Linked DNA regions of Pan troglodytes: regions 1 and 2 are each linked to region 3. The links are chromatin contacts, called in public Hi-C maps. All regions are on one chromosome and are shown on one strand. Each heading gives the region's core, a stretch centred on a gene start, on an enhancer-like site or on the middle of the called end of the contact. The rest is flanking DNA. Distances are from core to core; before and after follow the strand shown.

What was found. Hi-C and Micro-C count contacts between places; a contact is called where the count stands out from the background.
Region 1: a contact with region 3 is called in a Hi-C map of induced pluripotent stem cells, with 3 times the contacts expected there. The contact joins two enhancer-like sites. A contact is called at or near these places in 3 of 7 Hi-C or Micro-C datasets (induced pluripotent stem cells and stem cell-derived neural progenitor cells).
Region 2: a contact with region 3 is called in a Hi-C map of induced pluripotent stem cells, with 2.8 times the contacts expected there. The contact joins two enhancer-like sites. A contact is called at or near these places in 2 of 7 Hi-C or Micro-C datasets (both in induced pluripotent stem cells).

Annotation. Positions count from the first base shown.
Region 1 is chr3:139,271,263-139,275,012 of NHGRI_mPanTro3-v2.0_pri, reverse strand. No RefSeq gene overlaps it. Among named protein-coding and RNA genes, the nearest start is that of PCDH18, 290 kb to the right of the region's middle. Within about 2 kb of position 1,387, at least 1 of the 24 cell types and tissues checked has an H3K27ac peak or open chromatin away from gene starts, as enhancers often do. A contact at or near this core is called in induced pluripotent stem cells, where this site is marked.
Region 2 is chr3:139,184,751-139,188,419 of NHGRI_mPanTro3-v2.0_pri, reverse strand. No RefSeq gene overlaps it. Among named protein-coding and RNA genes, the nearest start is that of PCDH18, 200 kb to the right of the region's middle. Within about 2 kb of position 1,784, at least 2 of the 24 cell types and tissues checked have an H3K27ac peak or open chromatin away from gene starts, as enhancers often do. A contact at or near this core is called in induced pluripotent stem cells, where this site is marked.
Region 3 is chr3:140,131,568-140,134,998 of NHGRI_mPanTro3-v2.0_pri, reverse strand. No RefSeq gene overlaps it. Among named protein-coding and RNA genes, the nearest start is that of NOCT, 340 kb to the left of the region's middle. Within about 2 kb of position 2,173, at least 11 of the 24 cell types and tissues checked have an H3K27ac peak or open chromatin away from gene starts, as enhancers often do. A contact at or near this core is called in induced pluripotent stem cells, where this site is marked.

The sequences.
Region 1 (3,750 bases), core at 138-2,637, 860 kb after region 3:
TTTTGTGCCTGCAGTATAATTTTGTAGATTAAAACATCAAAATCCTCGTTTTAATTACTTCAAACAGATAAAAGTAGCACAATTTATTTATTATTAAGGAAAAATACATTTTCCTTAAAAATAATTAGAATGCTATATTTATTCTGAGTCTGAGTCTAAAAATGAATCATAGCTATTAGCATGAGCATTGAAGAAAATTAGGAATAAACTATTTTGGAAAAGCCTCTATAAACAGGATATGCTTTCTGCTATGCTCTGTATACTCTGTTTCTTTAAGGATCCATTTCACCCCACATGTACATACTCCCTGAAGCTATAATTTATGATGGAGGGTGAATATAAGACCAATGAGCAGTTTGATTATGATGAAAGAGGAGTAAGAGGGAAGAGTACATGCATGGGCACTGAGCTCAGCGTTCCTAATGAGAAGGAGAGAGAAGGGATCAGACTCACCAACAAAAATGAGCACAATAAAAAGATTTGGTATAATCCAAGAATCAGTTTCCTTTACTTCATGATTTTGCTGAGGGAAAAGCATGAGAAAGTCCTATTTACCACTCTTATTAATTGAATTGTATTCCTTTCAAATGATATGCTGAAGCCCTAAACCCCAGAACCTGAGTATGTGACCTTATTTGGAAACAGTGTCATTGCAGATTTAACCAAGTTAAGATGAGGTCACTAAGGTGGCTTTTAATCCAATATGACTATTGTCCTTATACAAAGAGAAAATTCGGACCCAGAGGCAGAAATGCACAGGGAAAAGACGATATGAAGACACAGAGAAAAAATAGCCATGCGATTGGAGTGATACATCTATCTACAAGCGGATAAACTCTAAAGATTGCTGATAAACCAGAAGCTAGAGGTAAGGAAGTATTCTTTTCAGTCACAGAGCAGTTATGGCCCTGCTGATACCTCAATTTTAGGCATTAGTCTTTAGAACTGTAAGGCATTAAATTTTTGTTTTTTAAAACCACTGTTTTGGCACAGATCTAGCAAACTAATATTTTTTAGTTTCTAAATCATCTTCATGATGACTTACATATTTTTCAGTTTTCACTGTGCTTTTACTCTATGCCTCAGCTCTTAACAGATAACCATGCATTCACTAGTTTTCAAAAAGCCCATTTCATTTGTATCACCATCAATTCAAAGGATAGGAATTTATATTACATAAAGGTAAAGAAAAACATGTTATGGTAAAAATAAAATTATTTCTAATGAAAATAAATTATTTTTATACACATGTTTAGTTAAGATAGCTATGTATTAAAAACTAAAATACACTCAGCTTCCTCACTATCCTGGGTCTCTTCACAGGAAACTCTCTTTTGCCTTGACCTACAGGAGTGCCTGTAGTGAGTGCCTGCAGGACTAAAGCACTTGAGACCAGCTAGAGACAAAGAATGGGGATGGGGCTAGCAGTAGCCAGAATGTCAGTATGGCTGCTCTCCATTCTCACCAGAGGAAACACAAAATCAGAGAGGCTGTTGAGCAATGCCATGTTTCAGGAAGAATGGTCCATGGGTTGTGTAGGCATGATTCCCTAGCTGGTGTTTCCACATAGCTCAGGTAACTTTCTTGGGTCTCCTCTAGGCCTATCCAAGTTAAATGCTATGCCAACCTCAGAGCCCACAGTACACTTGCAGCAAACCTGGGTTTAGAGCTCCATCTAGTGCTGAAGAAAAGGCAGTAATCTCAAACTAAGAAACACTATATCAATCAGCACAGTATGTCTAGACAGAATATAATAAAAAGTTGGACACAAAGCCTATAGCAAAGACTGGAACAAATAGTTTTTAAATTTTTAAATCCATAGACATTGATATATATCCATAAGCGTCAAGAGCAATCAGGAAAATATGACCTCATCAAATGGACAAAACAGGATACCAATGACCATAAAGAAGTGGAAATATGTGAACACTCAGACTAGGAATTCAAAATAGCCGTTTAAAGGAAAGTCAATAAACTCCAAGAAAACACAGAAATAATTCAGAACTTTAAAAATTTAAGAAAGTAATTGAAATTATTAAAAAATCAAATAGACATCAAATAGCTGAAAGATACATTGAACAAACTGAAAAATGCAACAGAGAACATCAACAGCAGAATTGATCAAGCAGAAGAATCCATGAATGCAGAGACAGCCTATTTGAAAACACAGAAGAGGAAAAAGAAAAAATAATAAAAAGGAATTAAATCTTAAGATATCTATGGGACAACATCTAAAGAGAAAATGTACTAGTCACTGGTATTCAAGAATAAGTGAGGATGACAAAGGGGTAGAAGGATTATTCAAAGAAATAACAAGCAGGAAACTTTCCAAATGTGGAGAAATAAATATCCAGGTATAGATAGGTCAAAGATCACCAGTCAGATTCAACCCAAATAACCCTACTGCAAAGCATAAAATAATCAAACTCTCAAAAGTCACAGACGATGAGTAGATCCTAATACTAGCAAAAGAAAATAATCAAATAACATAAAAGGAAGTTTGAATATTCTTGGAAGCAGACTTCTCAGCAGATACCTTAGAGGACAGGAGGAAGTAAGATGGTATTTTCAAAGTGCTGAAGAAAAAACAAACAAACAAGCAAACAAACAAACAAAACCTCCTAATCAAGAATACTGTACCCAGCAAAGCTATTCCTCAAACATGAAGGAGAAGTAAAGACTTCCCCAGACAAACAAAGCTAATGGAATTCATCACCACCCAACCTGTCTTACAAGAAATTCTAAAGGGAGTTCTTCAACCTGAAACAAATGGATGCTAACCTATAACACAAAAGCAGCTGAAAGTATGAAGATCGCTGGTAAAAGTCAGTACACAGATAAATTCAGAATTTTTTAATATTACAATCATGGCATGTAAACTATATATATAGTTTCTATATGGTATATATATAGTATATATATTTCACTCATACACTATATTTACACATATGAAGATAAGACAAAACTTAAAACTAATAACTATAATAACTTATTAAAAATAGACAACATTAAAAGATATAAATTCTGACATCCAAAATTCAAAATGGGGGAGAATGGAGTAAAAATGCAGATTTTTGCACTTTGGGAGGCTGAGGTGGGCGAATCATCTGAAGTCAGGAGTTTGAGACCAGCCTGGCCAACATGGTGAAACCCCGTCCCCAATAAAAATACAAAAAATTAGCTGGGCGTGGTGGCAGCACTTGTAATCCCAACTACTTGGGAGGCTGAGGCAGGAGAATCACTTGAACCCGGGAGGCCGAGATGGCGCCACTGAACTCCAGCCTGGGCAACAGAGCAAGACTCTGTCTTAAAAAAAAAAAAAAAAGTAGATTTTTTTGTTAATTGTTTTTTGTTTAAAATAGTCTTTTATAACGTTAAGATGTTTTTTGTAAGTCTCATAGTAACCATAAAGTAAAAACTTATAATAGATGCATTTAAAATAAAAAGCAAAAATTTGAAACGTACTACTAGAGAAAATTACTCTACCCCTTTGAATGAAAATGGACTGAATTTTCCAATTAAAAGGCATAGAGTGACTGAATGAATAAAAAAAGGTTCACCTATATGTTGCCTACAAGAGGGTCACTTCACCTTAAGAACTTGCATAGACTGAAAGTGAATGGATAGAAAAAGATACTCCATGCAAATGGAAACTGAAAAAGAGCAAGAGTAGCTATACATATATTAGATATAGTAGACTCAAAGACAGTAAAAAAAAAGACAAAGAAGTCCACTATATAAAAAAACACA
Region 2 (3,669 bases), core at 535-3,034, 950 kb after region 3:
TTTGTTACATAGGCATACACGTGCCGTGGTGGTTTGCTACACCTATCCACCCGTCATCTAGGTTTTAAACCCGGCATGCGTTAGGTATTTGTTATAATACTCTCCCTTCCCTTTTCCCCGACAGGCCCCGCTGTGTAACTGTGTCTGGAATTGGTGGGTTCTTGGTCTCACCGACTTCAAGAATGAAGCCGTGGACCCTCGTGGTGAGTGTTACAGCTCTTAAGGTGGCGCTCCTGGAGTTTGTTCCTTCTGATGTTCAGATATGTTCGGAGTTTCTTCCTTCTGGTGGGTTCGTGGTCTCGCTGGCTCAGGAGTGAAGTTGCAGACCTTGGCGGTGAGTGTTAAGAGCTCTTAAGGTAGTGCGTCTGGAGTTGTTCCTTCCTCCCGGTGGGCTCGTGGTCTCGCTGGCTTCAGGAGTGAAGCTGTAGATCTTCGCGGTGAGTGTTACAGCTCATAAAAGCAGTGTGGACTCAAAGAGTCAGCAGTAGCAAGATTTATTGCAAAGAGCAAAAGAACAAAGCTTCCACAGTGTGGAAGGGGACCCGAGCGGGTTGCCACTGCGGGCTGGGGCAGCCTGCTTTTATTCTCTTATCTGGCCCCACCCATGTCCTGCTGATTGGTAGAGCCTCGTGGTCTGTTTTGACAGGGCGCTGATTGGTGCGTTTACAATCCCTGAGCTAGACACAAAGGTTCTCCACATCCCCACCAGATTAGTTAGATACAGAGTATGGACACATAGGTTCTCCAGGGCCCCACCAGAGTAGCTAGATACAGAGTGTCGATTGGTGCACTCACAAACCCTGAGCTAGACACAGGGTGCTGATTGGTGTGTTTACAAACCTTGAGCTAGATATAGAGTGCCGATTGGTGTATTTACAATCCCTGAGCTAGACATAAAGGTTCTCCACGTCCCCACCAGACTCAGGAGCCCAGCTGGCTTCACCCAGTGGATCCCACATTGGGGCTGCAGGTGGAGCTGCCTGCCAGTCCCGAGCCCGGCGCCGGCACTCCTCAGCCCTTGGGCGGTCGATTGGACTCGGCGCCGTGGAGCAGGGGGTGGCACTCGTTGGGGAGGCTCCAGCCGCATAGGAGCCCATGGAGGGGGTGGGAGGCTCAGGCATGGCGTGCTGCAAGTCCCTGCCCCGCGGGAAGGCAGCCAAGGCCCGGTGAGAAATCGAGTGCAGCGCCGGCGGGCTGGCACTGCTGGGAGACCCAGTACACCCTCCGCAGCCGCTGGCCCGGGTGCTAAGCCCCTCATTGCCCGGGGCCGGCAGGGCCGACCAGCTGCTCCGAGTGTGGGGCCGCCAAGCTCACGCCCACCCAGAACTCCAGCTGGCCGGCAAGCGCCGCGCGCAGCCCCGTCTCCCGCTGGCGCCTCTCCCTCCACACCTTCCTGCAAGCTAACTGAGTGGGCTCCGGCCTTGGCCAGCCCAGAAAGAGGCTCCCACAGTGCATCGGCGGGCTGAAGGGCTCCTCAAGTGCCGCCAAAGTGGGAGCCCAGGCAGAGGAGGCGCCGAGAGCGAGCGAGGGCTGTGAGGACTGCCAGCAGCTGTCACCTCTCATAATGTTCGCCTCCCTGTATCCATGTGTTCTCATTGTTCAACTCCCACTTATGAGTGAGAACATGCGATGTTTGGTTTTCTGTTACTGTGTTAGTTTGCTGAGGATGATGGTTTCCAAAAAATATGGAAGGCTTCACGAATTTTCTTTCTTATCTTACTCAAGCCTGCCGCTCCCTCTAGGAGTCCCTTAAGGGTGCAGCATTCCTGAGCTTAGGGAGCCCTCTAGTGCTGATATGGATGCAATGACCACGGGCTTAGATCACAGCACTCAACCCCTTCTAAACACATGGAAAGCCTTTTCAAGGACCAATACAAACAAGCCCAGAATCTCAAGATCAAAATAAATACCTATCTCTTCAATGCCTAGACATTGACAAATGTCCACAAGCATTAAGAATATGAAAGGAGGCCGGGCGCGGTGGCTCACGCCTGTAATCCCAGCACTTTGGGAGGCCGAGACGGGCGGATCACGAGGTCAGGAGATGGAGACCATCCTGGCTAACACGGTGAAACCCCATCTCTACTAAAAATACAAAAAAAATTAGCCGGGCGTGGTGGCGGGCACCTGTAGTCCCAGCTACTCGCGAGGCTGAGGCAGGAGAGTGGCGTGAACCCAGGAGGCGGAGCTTGCAGTGAGCCGAGATCACGCCACTGCACTCCAGCCTGGGAGACAGAGTGAGATTCCGTTTCAAAAAACAAAACAAAAAACAAAAAACAAAAAAAACAAAACAAAACAAAAAAGAATTTGAAAGGAAACATGACATCTCCAAATAAAAGCACCAGTGAGCAATCTTAGAGTGTTAGAGATATGTGACCTTTCAGACAGAGAATTCAAAATAGCTGTCTATAGGAAGGTCAGTGAACTTGAAAATAACACAGATAATTTAGAATTCTATCAGAGAAACACAACAAAAAGACTGGAATAATAATTTTTAAAAATCAAGCAGAAATTCTGGAACTAAAAATTGAATTGACAAACTGAAAAATACATCAGTCTCCTAAAAGCAGAATTGACTAAGCATAAGAAATAGCAAACTTGAAGGCAGGCTATATGAAAATACACAGACAGAAAAGAAAAAAAAATAAAGACACACAACTACAAGATCTAGAAAAAAAGCCTCAAAGGGGAAAATCTAAGAGTGATTGGCTTTATAGAAATTGGAGAGAGAGAGTGAGAGAGAGATCAAAGTAGAAAATTTATTCAAAGAAATAATAACAGAGAACTTTCCAAGCCTAGAGAGAGAGATGAATATTTGTGTCCTGTAAGTTTATAGAACATCAAGCAGGTTCAACCGAGATAAAACCACCTCAAGCCATAAAATAATAAAACTGTCAAAGGTCAAGGATAAAGAATGGACACTAAAAGCTTTAAAAGAAAATAAGGAAATGCCATATAAAAGAGCTCCCATATGTCTGGTAGTAGTCTTATCAGTGGAAACTTTACAGGTGAATAGAGAGTGGGATGACATATTAAGAGTGCAGGGGAAATAAAATCCAACCTAGAACATTATGTCCAGCAAAATGATCCGTAAAACATGAAGGAGAAATAGGCTTTCCCAGACAAATAAAAGCTGAGGGATTTCAACACCAGACCTGTCTTATAAGAAATGCTAAAGGGAGTTCTTCAATCAGAAAGAAAATGATGCTAATTAACAAAAAGAAATAATCTGAATATAGAAATCTCCCTGGTAGTAGTAAGTATACAAAAAAGACAGACTATCCTAACACTGTAATTGTGGTGTGTAAACAAACCACTTATATCTTTAGTAAAAAAAGTAAATAAAAGGCAAACCTATCAAAAATAATAATTACAACTTTTTAAGATATAGAGAGTATGAAAAGATACATATAGAAACAATCAAACGTCAAAAAGAAGGGTGAATGGAATTAAAGAGTAGACTTTTTTTAGTGTTCTCTTTGCTTCTTTGCTTGTTTTCCTTTCTTTATAATCAGAGTTAAGTTATCATCTGTTTGAAGTAATTTGTTATAATATATTTTTTGCAAGCCTCATGGCAACCACAAAACAAAAACCTATAACAGATACACAATACACAGAAAGGAAGAAATTAAAACATACTCTCACAGAAAATCACTTCTATAAAAAGGA
Region 3 (3,431 bases), core at 924-3,423:
CTACTTTCAAATATTGGAGTAAATACTTATATATTAGTAGACTGTCCAGGTTCTTGATTAGAAAAGAGAAAGGTGTCCAATATCCCTTTAATCTAGGATATTGCATCTCAGCCCACTTTTCTTGCGCTAGCCCAGATAGAGTCAACATTTCTAAGTTCAGTTCAAAGGCAAGGTTTTCTATGGCACGTCAGACATCCTTGTTTCCCCCCTTGGTGAAGGCCTGAACATTGTCTTCTTCCATCTGTGGGAGGGAAGTTTGTGTACTAGGATGCCCCCCTCACACCCTCACCTTTCCCATGGCCTTCCATGACTAGGATGCACTTTTCTCTTCCATTTTTTTTTCACAACAAAATGAGTTCTGGTTCATCTAGTAGATATGCAGATGAGGAAGTCCATTTTAGTGGATTTTCTGTCCATTTTAAAACCAATTTCTGTGTCAATTGCCTACTATTTGCAAAATCATGAGGATCAGAAGAAATGTTAAACAAAGTGGTTGCCAAGCCAGTTAACATGAGCACATTTTATCATTCCAATGTACTCTGTGATGAATCCTTAATAATCTTTCCTTAAGGGAAAGATTATTCTTATAATATTGAATTATTATTATATTGATTATTATCTTAAGATGTTCAATATTATCAGTTATTTCACTAGGGGTTGGCACCCATAGCTATAAAGTATGTGTCAGATTCTTATTACACCCAATAATATCACTAACTTTGAGTGTTTGGCCACTGCTGTATTGTCAGTTTTTGAAAATGGAAAATGACAGTCACAATTTCTTTCAGAAAGGATTTGGAGACTGTATTAGTTTTCTCTTGCTGCTGTAACAAAGTGGTTTAAAACAACACAGATTTATTATCTTATGGTTTTGGAGGTCCAAAGTCCACAATGGAACTTAACTTGCTAAAATCAAGCTGTCAACAGGGCTGTTCCTTCTGGGGCTCTAGAGGAGAATCTGTTTCTTTGCCATTTCCACCTTCTAGTGGCTGTTCAGATCCCTTAGGGGAGACTGCTTCTATCTTGAAAGCCAGCAATGGCACTGTTCCTACTTCTGCTCCTGTCATGGCCTCTCCTTCTCTGACTGAGTCTCCTGCCTTCATTTTAGAAGGACCCTCGTGATTACCGTTAAACTCACATATATGATCCAGGGTAATCTCCTCATCTCAAGGTCCTTACCTTAACCACACTCGTAAAGCCCTTATGCCATGTAAGGCAACATATTCACAGGTTCCAGGGATTAGCACGCCGACATCTTTAGGGAGGCCGTTATTTTCTCTACCACAGGAACAAAAGGCAAAAGTAGACTAGAAGATCAGTTTTTATGAATAAGCAACACCAGTACACTTTTGGATGCTTTTTATTTTTTCTTTGAAACAGTTGTTTTCAGTTCCATACGGGCTTGAAAATGGCAAAAACATTAATTGAATTCCTGTTCAACTGTACGGTTTGTGATTTATTTCGTGTGTATGAAGTACGGTAGCTTTGTTTGGATGAAAAATTTACTTTCTAATCTTCTTTTAAAGGTCAAGTGGCAAAGAGGACTGGTTTTAAATGCAAGTTATCCACATGGAGCAATTAAGGAGAGATATAAAGTGGTATAGATTTTAACATGTGACATGGGCCAGATACAAGCGGAGGAGAATTGACTAAGATATTAGCTGATTTAGGAAAATTTAAATCCTGCCTTTGGGAGCACACTTGGATTAATATATATTTATTGTAATTCATTAAAAAGTCCTTCTCTTCTAAGCTATTTTATCATTACATTTGCAATTTGCTTCTCTTTGCAGCCAGACATAAACACCAAGAGCCAATCTCAGAGGTAAATTCTTGCCTCAGCCTCCTTTTTGCTGTCAGTGGGCGGTGTTGACTTAGAGCCCACTTTCAGAGATGTATTGAAATTCCATATTAAGTTAAAGGATGCTTTGTAATGTTCGATCTCTCTCCCAGAACAAACAGACCTGACACGGTCCAGGTATCCCTCCCTCTCTTCCTGATGTCATTTGTGCTTTCAGATCTTCCCTTGCAGAAATTGCTCTTGGTCATCAGCTTGACCATTGGGACATTTCCAGATTTCCACTGTAACCTGATTCCCCTGTGGTGTAGGAGGGAGGGAGATTTCAAAGGTGTCTCGGGAGATTCCGGCCTGGTGGAGCGGAGGCGCTGCCCTCCCCGTGTGTAGGTTGTGAAACCTTCGGGATCTGCTTCTCTTTCTCTTTCTGCTGGTGACTGAGGGATGCTGGGTGGATCAGGCGGAGCAGGCAGACCCTCTTTAAGCCGCATGCCGATTCCTTTAGGCAGAAACACAAGCCTTTCTCCATCCCGCGCCCTCTCCTCCTGTGGTGCATTCAGGCGATAAAGGGGAACAATGAAATGCAACCTGTTGGTGCTGGCATCTGCTCAACGGCTGTAGCCTGTGTGGAGGCAGCTGACTGTGCTGGCACCTCTGCCTGGGCTTGGCAAGACCAGAGCACACACCATTCTCACCACAGCCTGGAACGGGACCCGATGACAAGTGGTTATAAAATGATGATAGAGAGAGGCAGGAATCATGGCCCAGGAGAGGGAGGGGAGCAGGAGGCAGCACCAAGAACAGCCATGCAGTTTAGAAGAGGTGAAAAACAGGGAAATGTTAGTTGCTTGCATTTTTTTGTTGCCTGCTTGCTTGCTTTCTCTTTTTCTTTCTTTTCTTTCTCTTTCTTTCTTTTCTCTTTCTTTCCTTCTTTCCTTCCTTCCTTGTTTCTTTCTTCTTTCTTTCTCTCTTTTTCTCTCTTTTGCTTGTTTTAGTCAGGTTGTTCTTGTGAGTGCAGAAATCTGTGTAGTAATCTTAAGGCTGTCTTCTCCTCTGATTTAGTGGATGCTTCTGTTTAATGAATCACTTCATGCTACTTACTGATGGGGCTTTCAAAGGAATGGCTTTGGGGTAACAAGTACAATTAGAAATTATCATCAGCAATTACAAGTGATACTCTTGATTTTTGTTGGCTGTGATCATTGTTTATTGGTTGGGCAGGGCCTTTCCATTATCAGAAATATCCCTTTAATTTTGGAGAAAATCAAGGAAAAGCATTAATTGATATGTTTATTTTTTATAGCTTTATAATGTTTGAGAAGTTCTGAATAGGAAATCTTCTCAATGGAAATTTAAAATTCTATTAAGTGTTACTCAATGGCTCTCAAAATTCAGTGTGCACATTACCCGAGGAGCCTGGAAAATGCAGAATTCTGGGTCCTATCCCCAGAGTTTTGAATTCAATAGATTTGGGTGGAGTCTCCAAATTTGCCTTTTAAACAAACTTCCAAGTTACCCTGATGCAGGTGGTAGGGATCATGGTTTGCAGGAAACTAGATCATATGCCTGGACTTCTCAGCTAATTATGTCCTGATTAGCTCTACGGCCAACCCCTCCCCACGTGTTTTCATTTGAT